2 separate regions of the Rattus norvegicus genome follow, and region 2 is linked to region 1. Evidence: chromatin contacts called from public Hi-C data. All regions are on one chromosome and are shown on one strand. Each heading gives the region's core, a stretch centred on a gene start, on an enhancer-like site or on the middle of the called end of the contact. The rest is flanking DNA. Distances are from core to core; before and after follow the strand shown.

Region 1 (3,846 bases), core at 627-3,126:
ACTTGTGTCCTGTTTTACTTTTTTAATTATTTTTATTTTATTTTATGTGGATGGGTCTCTTGTTGCAGGAGCCACAGAGGCCATAAGAGGGCGATGGATCTCCCAGAATTGATTCTGAGCTGGGAACCAAACTGTAGTCCTCTTGTAAGAGGAGCCAGTGTTCTCTACCATCAAGCCATCTCTCTGGCATCTCACTTTTTCTTTCAGAGTCTAGTAGTAGCAGCAGCATGACGGCAGGTGCTGTTGTCCTGGACTGACTAAATTGCTCCCACCCCTTTCCACTAGTCTGTCTGTGGACAAACTCAATACCAGGCCTGGGTCCACCATTTTGACAAGAGAACTGCAACATCAATGCTATTTCCTAGACATGAGTGCAACTTCATTGAAAAGCATCTGGGCAAAGATGCTAACAACTGTTGCCAAGCAAGCGGAGAGGTAGAGGCAGCTGTCGGGAGCAGATGTCATGCCTGTGGTGACAAGATAAGGAGAAGCATGTCTGATGGGCACCTATCATACATGGAGAGTGAGCATGTGCCCCAGGCTCCGTGCCAGCACAGCATGACCATGTAGGAACCAAGACTCACTGTCTGGCAGGGCTTCCTGCTTGAGACAAGTTGAAAATCTGAATTGGCCTGTGCAGCGCTGGTAATTTTCTAAAACGTTACACCAGGGAAATGAGTCTTGTCTGTCTATAGCTATGCTGCATCATAAATGAATGACAGGTAATAACCAAGTAGGGCAGGGCCACATTCAAATGAAATACAGGGTTAGTCAACAGTGAGTCTCTTAAGGAATTGTGAACTCTGTGACAAGAATGCAAGTGCACATATTAAATGAACGTGTCATTTTGAAAAATGTCATATGGGGCCAGTTAATAGTTTAATGTCATGTTCAGCCAAGACTGAAAACCCTAATTCTGTCCCCAGGATCCATATGGTCAAAGGGAAGAAGTGATACCACACATTGTCCTTCTGATTTCCATGTATACCATGTCATGTGAGCACACACACACACACACACACACACACACACACACAAATACACACACAAAATGAAACAAAACCTAATTTTTTTTTCATTAAAAAAATCAGAATTTAGGCAAGAAGAAGCAAGAAGCAAGAACACAAGCAAGAAAGGAAGGAAGGAAGGAAGGAAGCTAGCTAGCTTACAAAAGAACTACCAGAGTATCCTAAACATGGTGGTCAAGAATGTGGACAACATTTTATTGTTTATTTCTCATTGGTATTGGGGAATTAATAAGTATTGAAATATCTTTTTAAGAAGACTACACACAGTTCTAAAATTAGCTGTGGTGACATGAAATGAGCATCAGAGCCGAAGGGTAATGCATGGTTCAGCTCAAGGAAGCCTGCAGTGGCTCAGACAATATTCCCGGGGAGATGAACCATCCTGGGGGATGCTGCTCCCAGTTGCTTCGACCACACCTTCTGCAGCAACTTTGTTTCCAGATCCTATTTTTATGACTGTTAACTCCCAATTTCAAGGAGCAGAAAACAGCAGGGCACGCACATCCACGCCCCATGTTGTGTATAGGGGAACTGCACGTGAGCAGCAACTCACACCAGAATCCAGAACCAACGCTTCACTGGCCTGCCTCCTGTCCAGTGGATTTAAACTTCAAGTCTGCAATGGAAACCTATGGGAATTTGCCCTTTAATAGGAGGAAAGCAGAACTGTGCGTAACGTTCTGCATTTTCAAGTTTGCAGATTCTTCCTCTGACCGCACCGATGAAAGAGCTTCTGTAATTTGTAGGCTCACGGCTCTGCCAGATGAGCAGCTCTGAAAGCGAGCCAAAGAAAATGCAGGCTCAAAGTCAGGACACATTTCCCAACAGCTTTGCTGTCTCCCTAGAGGGAAGCCACATGCAAATCAGACTCTGAAAGCTAGAGAGTCCAAAGGACCGTGTTTTACACACCATGCAACAGTCTTAAGCAGGCTTATTTCTGTTTGGAAATGTGTAACAGAGAGCAGCGGATTCACAAATTAGTGGTTTTTCGTTAACATTACTACGCAGCTATCTTTCTGGGCAATACAAGGTAACTGACCGGGGGTGTTAAATGGATAAAAGGATAAAACACAGTTCCTTTTAGAACTGTTTCCAGGTTTGCCTGAGGTCATAAATAAATGAACAGTACACCCAGGAGCAAGAGTTTCTTCTTAACCCTTTAAGCAACCACTGTCTCCTTTCCTCTATACCTCTTCGAAATACCAGACCAGGACCCACTGCAGTATGGGTTGCCTTTCAGGACTCTGGGGCTCTGAAACTTTGTGGACTCAGGGGCCAATTAACAAGCACTTGTATCTTACAAAGATAAGAGGAAGACAACTGCTTGTGAAGATAGGCAGCATGAAGCATACAGAGTATAGACCTATAAGTGTCCTCTGCTGAGTGAATTGCTTTTAGCTTCTGTATAACCATGTGTGGTTACTAGTAAAAGACAGCTTTAGATCCGTATCATTTAATATGATCAAGCTCTTCACCCTTTATCAAGGAAACAATTCAACAACTGTGAAGGTTTAAGTCGATTTCGTTCCCTGTGAGTTAAGCAGCTGAAGGTTATGATGAAGAATTCTAGTAAGGGATGGAGAGATGGTTCAGGACTGGATGATGCTCCTCCAGAGGTCCTGAATTCAATTCCCAGTGCCCACATGGTGCCTGGGGCCTCTGGAAGAGCAGCAGGGGCTCTTGACTGCTAAGCCATGTCTCCAGTTAGTAAATACAGTAAAAATCTCAACCTAGTGTTCCTATTCTCATGAGACAACACGAGGGATTTTGCACTCATAACATTATATTATATTTATATCTATTATTTTATATAATGTATTATAATAAAATATATTATAATAATATATTATTATATCTCTTTCCAGTACAACTGTCTCTAGCTGTTTTCTGAGCATATGATTTTAGACATATTAAATATATGTCTGTGTTACTGTCACGTCTTTTTAAAGATTTATTTATTTGTTTTATGTGAGTACACTGTTGATGTGCTCAGACACACCAGAAGAGGTCATCGGATCCCATTACAGATGGTTGTGAGCCACCATGTGGTTGCTGGGAATTGAACTGAGGACCTCTGGAAGAGCAGTCAGTGCTCTTAACTACTGAGCCATCTCTCCACCCCCCACTCATTTCTTTAGTAAACCGAAAACATTCATTAGTTACTTTTTATTTTTTAGTTACTTTTTTTGTGAAAAAAATTGTGAAAAAGTTGAAAAAATACTTTGCCAGGCTGGGCATAGTGGTGTACACCTTTAATCCCAGCATTCAGGTGGCAGAGGCAGGTGGATCTTAATAAGCCTGAGGCCAGCCTGGTCTACAGAGTGAGTTCTAAAACAGGCAGAGCTACACAGAGAAACCCTGTCTCAAAAAGGTGTAGGGAAGGGAAGGACAGAGGGAAAGAGGAAGTGAAGAAAGAAAGAGAAAGGAAGGAAGGGAGGGAGGGAGAAAGAGAGAGAGAGAGAGAGAGAGAGAGAGAGAGAGAGAGAGAGAGAGAGAAGAAATTTGAAATGATGTAAGGAAAGAAGTGTGGAAGGAAAAGACTGCCCCGTGGAGCTTGGGACTCTGTGCTTTAATCAAAGTTTTATTCCTGCTCAAACATCATCACCAAGAAGCAAGTTTTAGAAGAAAGGGTTTACTCAGCTTACACTTCCACATTGCTGTTCATCACCAAAGGAAGCCAGGACTGGAACTCACTCAGGGTAGGAACTTGGAGGCAGAAGCTGATGCAGCGGCCATGGAGGGGTGCTGCTTACTAGATTGCTTCCCCTGGCTTGCTCAGCTTGCTTTCTTATAGAACCCAGGACCACCAGCCCAGAGA
Region 2 (3,739 bases), core at 1,176-3,675, 120 kb after region 1:
TCCATGTTGAGTTGGAAAGTTAAAGGTTACCTCCTTCCAAACTTCCAGATGCAAACCAGGTGTGGTGGTGCACACCTATAACCCCAGCTACTTCGGAGGCTGAAGCAAGAGGAGTGCCAGTTCAAAGCCAGCCTAAGCCACATAGTGAAACCCTCTCTCTCTCTCTCTCTCTCTCTCTCCCTCTCTCTCTCTCTCTCTCTCTCTCTCTCCCTCTCTCTCTCTCCCTCTCTCTCTCTCTCTCTCTCTCTCTCTCTCTGAGCTGGGGACCGAACCCAGGGCCTTGCGTTTGCTAGGCAAGCGCTCTACCACTGAGCTAAATCCCCAACCCGAAACCCTTTCTCAAAATAACATAAATAAAACGCTATGGCAACTGTAACTCTGTAACTGCTGGTAGAGTTACATGGGGACAGAATCAAAATTTTCTTAGTAACGATGTGTCCCAAAGAGACTCCACTTCCACCCACGCCCGTGGAATGGAAGGAGCCACATTCCACACGGGGGTAAGGGAGAAACTAGAGGTGAATGACCCAGAGGTTGGACAGGAGCCCTATACATAATTGCTCTCCTCTCAAAAATAACAGCCGATGCCATTCAGTTTCCCCACAGAAACTGACGCGCACCACAGCACAGGCTCTTCAGGGTGGATGCTTCTCTGTCATATCAAAACAGAACGCCAGGGTTGGTGGCTTTATAGGCAAAAGTTCAAGAATCTGCAACATTCAAAAGGTGTCATCATAAAGGAATATTCAATCAAGCAGCTGTGAAGAAAAGCTAAGTCCTGCAAACACTAGTCACTCACAAGTGGTCAAAAGCTAGGAATGCTGGAGAGGGAAGCCGAGGAACAAGTTTGCCATTCTGCTTGTAAAGGAGACCGCTGAGTGCCAAGAACTGCCATTCATTCACACTAGAAGCGCTCCAGGAAAGGTTAATGCCACTGTGATTAATGCTGTTTACGGGCGCAATAAATTTTTGGTTAAAGAGCTATCTCGAAGGTCTCATAAATGCTGGTGGGGGGCGGGGCGCTTCAGCGGGAATGGCCTATGCCCCTCACTGCCTTGTCTTCGGGACTGAACGACCCACGAGCTTCAAATTCCTCCAGTTCTTACAGGCAGGCACCAGTGTAATCTGCAGGCTGCGTCCCCAGCGCCCAGCAGCAGCCAGCCCCCGCGGGTCCAGCCTGACTTCAGAGGCCCAGGGCAAGTTCCAACGGAATAGATGAGGCTGCTACCGCGCCACCCTGGAGATCCTATCTCTTCCGGAATTCGTGCGCTCTGGCCGCGGCAAACCCTCCCACTCAAATGCATGGAGAGCCTACCTCTCCAGATACTGGTGACCCAGGTATCTGAAGGCAAGACGAATAAAGGATGCTACCTCAGTGACTCCAAAGAGTGGAGCCCGGAATTACACCCAGGATCTCCAATTTGGGGGTTTAAAAAAGGCGGGTCCCTGACTCTGAAGAGTAACACACGTTTTCTCCTCCCCTTGAAATAACCCTGGAACGCCGCACGGTCGGAATCTAGGGACTTGAAAAGTCTCTTTGAACAAAGTGCCTTCTAAAAGTTGCACAGCTTACAATTAGCTCTTTGTTGGCTTTTAAAGTGGCCTTGGGCAAGCAAAGCCTCAGACCCAGGCCAAAGAGGGGCAAGAATTACCTTGTCAGTTGCAGTGAGGGATGCCAAGAGTCCGGAAAAGCAGGCAGCCGCGCGGGACTGCGCACCAATGAGATATCCCTAACCCCTCAGTCTCTCCAGAGCTGCAGGCAGGGAGCTGGCCACCTCGCCACACTGGGGCCCCACCCTGAGGAACGGCAACTACCGAGAGGTCGAGCACGCCCCCAGCCTGGAGGCCGGCTAGAAAGCGCTCCCCAACCCTCCCACTATACAGCCGCCCTCCCCACCCTCTCCTCCGGGACACCGCCCGGGCCCCGCCTTCCCGGGAACCGGAGGTGTGTGACAAGCTCTCCAAAGAGGCCACGTCCCCTCTTGAAGATCGCTAGTCCTGCTGCCCTGCTTGGGGCGATAAACAGACAGGCGACAGCACCCTCTCCTCTCAAGGGAGGGACAAGACAACAGCGCTAAACTAGACCTAGGAATTTGAGACCTTGGCGACCAGTACAGATTCCCACCTTCTCATCCCAGCTCTCTCCCGCCCAGTCAGAAGACGCAGAGCTTCCAGGGAAAGTGCAGAAGTTGGCAACAGCTACTTCGGGACCCAGGCGGTGGAACTGCAGAAAGGACCCACCTCCTTTCCTTTCAGCCCCCGCCCCGTTCCCTCCGGGACTGCGGTCACATTACCCAGCCCGAAGCTTCAATAATGCATGGGCTTACCTGCTAACCAAGTCCCAGAGGCCCCAGGGTTCCTCTGGGCGTGTTCGGGTAGTGGGGAGCTTGCGTTGGACCTTAGGAGAATTTTGGTTTTCCTTTTTTTTTTTTTTTTAATGAAACGTGGAAAGCCCGACAAAATCCAAAGGGGGTGGGGGGATCCAAAATTGACACCCGATTGGAAACGCCCCCTGACTTGTGCAATCTTCCTGCCCGGTAGTTCCGCCAAAAACAAAACAGTCCAAACGCTAGCCCGGGGGGCAGGCGCACGCTGGAGTTTTCCCTCTACAGGAATGACCCCAAAGAAAAGGGACGCCTCTCCCGGAGGTCGCCGGATCCGCTGAGGGAGCCCAAGGTTCCTCCTCGGCCCTGGGCGGGAGAAATCCCGCGCCCGGCGCTGCCCGCTCCCCTCCTCCGGGGAAGGACGACTCCACAACTTTGTGCGCGAGAGCTGCTCGCTGCTCCGGCTCCTCCTCCTGGTCCTCCCCCGGCCGCCGCCTGCCCCTTTGTTGGAGAGCGAGGGTGGGGCGCTGCTGGGTCGGCCCGCCACCCGGGAAGGAGCTCGCTTCTCTCAGCACGGACCGCCCAGCCTCGGAGCCGTGGATCCCACGGGTCGGATCAGACGCCTAGCCGCTCGCGCGCCCCGGGCTCGGGGCCCCGGCCCAGCAACTTTGTTCTCCGGGAGAGACCTGTCCCCCTAGGCTCCGGGTTCGGCCCTGCCCGGGCCTGGGAAGCCACTGGGAGCCGGGCTCCCGGAACGTGGCGCCTCGGGTCACCTGACCGCGCGCCCGGTCAATCAGCACTAGCCCTAAGCGCCCTCCCAGCCGCAGCCGCCCGCTCCGTGCGGTGCGCGGTGCGGGAATCCCGGAACCAGTCGTGCATGCTGGAAGGCAGAAGCTGGAGTAGGCACCATGCGCACGCACCGTGCCTTTTATTCAAATTGTCCGAAAATGGGTGTCACGCCCCCCTAGGCACACTAGGTGTCTGTTAACCGAGTGCTTTTTTTTTTTTTTCTTTTAGTTTTTATTTTAAATAAATCTCGACCTGCTGGCCAACTCATCCCATTTCTGTTTACTGAGGTTGTTGAGTTTGCGGTTCTAAATCCAAGGGTATATTTATTTTATACAATTTTCTTAGCATCTTTTTTAAATGCTGTTTAAACAACCCCAAGTGTCCTTATATGTGCATATACACAAATAACGTCGGTGCTAACCTTTAAATTTCTCTCTCTCTCTCTCTCTCTCTCTCTCTCTCTCTCTCTCTCTGTGCATGAGTGTGTGGGTGTGAGTGTGTGGGTGTGAGTGAGTGTGAGTGCATGTGAGTGCGTGGGTGTGAGTGTGTGTTAGTGTGTATATGAGTGTGTGAGTATGTGTGTGCATGAGTGTGTGGGTGTGAGTGTGAGTGCATGGGTATGAGTG

Evidence for each region. Hi-C and Micro-C count contacts between places; a contact is called where the count stands out from the background.
Region 2: a Hi-C map of kidney shows a contact between it and region 1, with 2.2 times the contacts expected there. The contact joins the promoter of Utrn here to the enhancer-like site in region 1.

What each region holds. Positions count from the first base shown.
Region 1 is chr1:8,923,010-8,926,855 of GRCr8, forward strand. All of the region lies in intron 3 of Utrn (utrophin), which reads right to left. Among named protein-coding and RNA genes, the nearest start is that of Utrn, 120 kb to the right of the region's middle. Within about 2 kb of position 1,877, at least 9 of the 93 cell types and tissues checked have an H3K27ac peak or open chromatin away from gene starts, as enhancers often do. A contact at or near this core is called in kidney, where this site is marked.
Region 2 is chr1:9,042,062-9,045,800 of GRCr8, forward strand. It overlaps Utrn (utrophin), which reads right to left and starts at 2,426. Exons shown (of 75, transcript NM_013070.2): 1 at 2,328-2,426.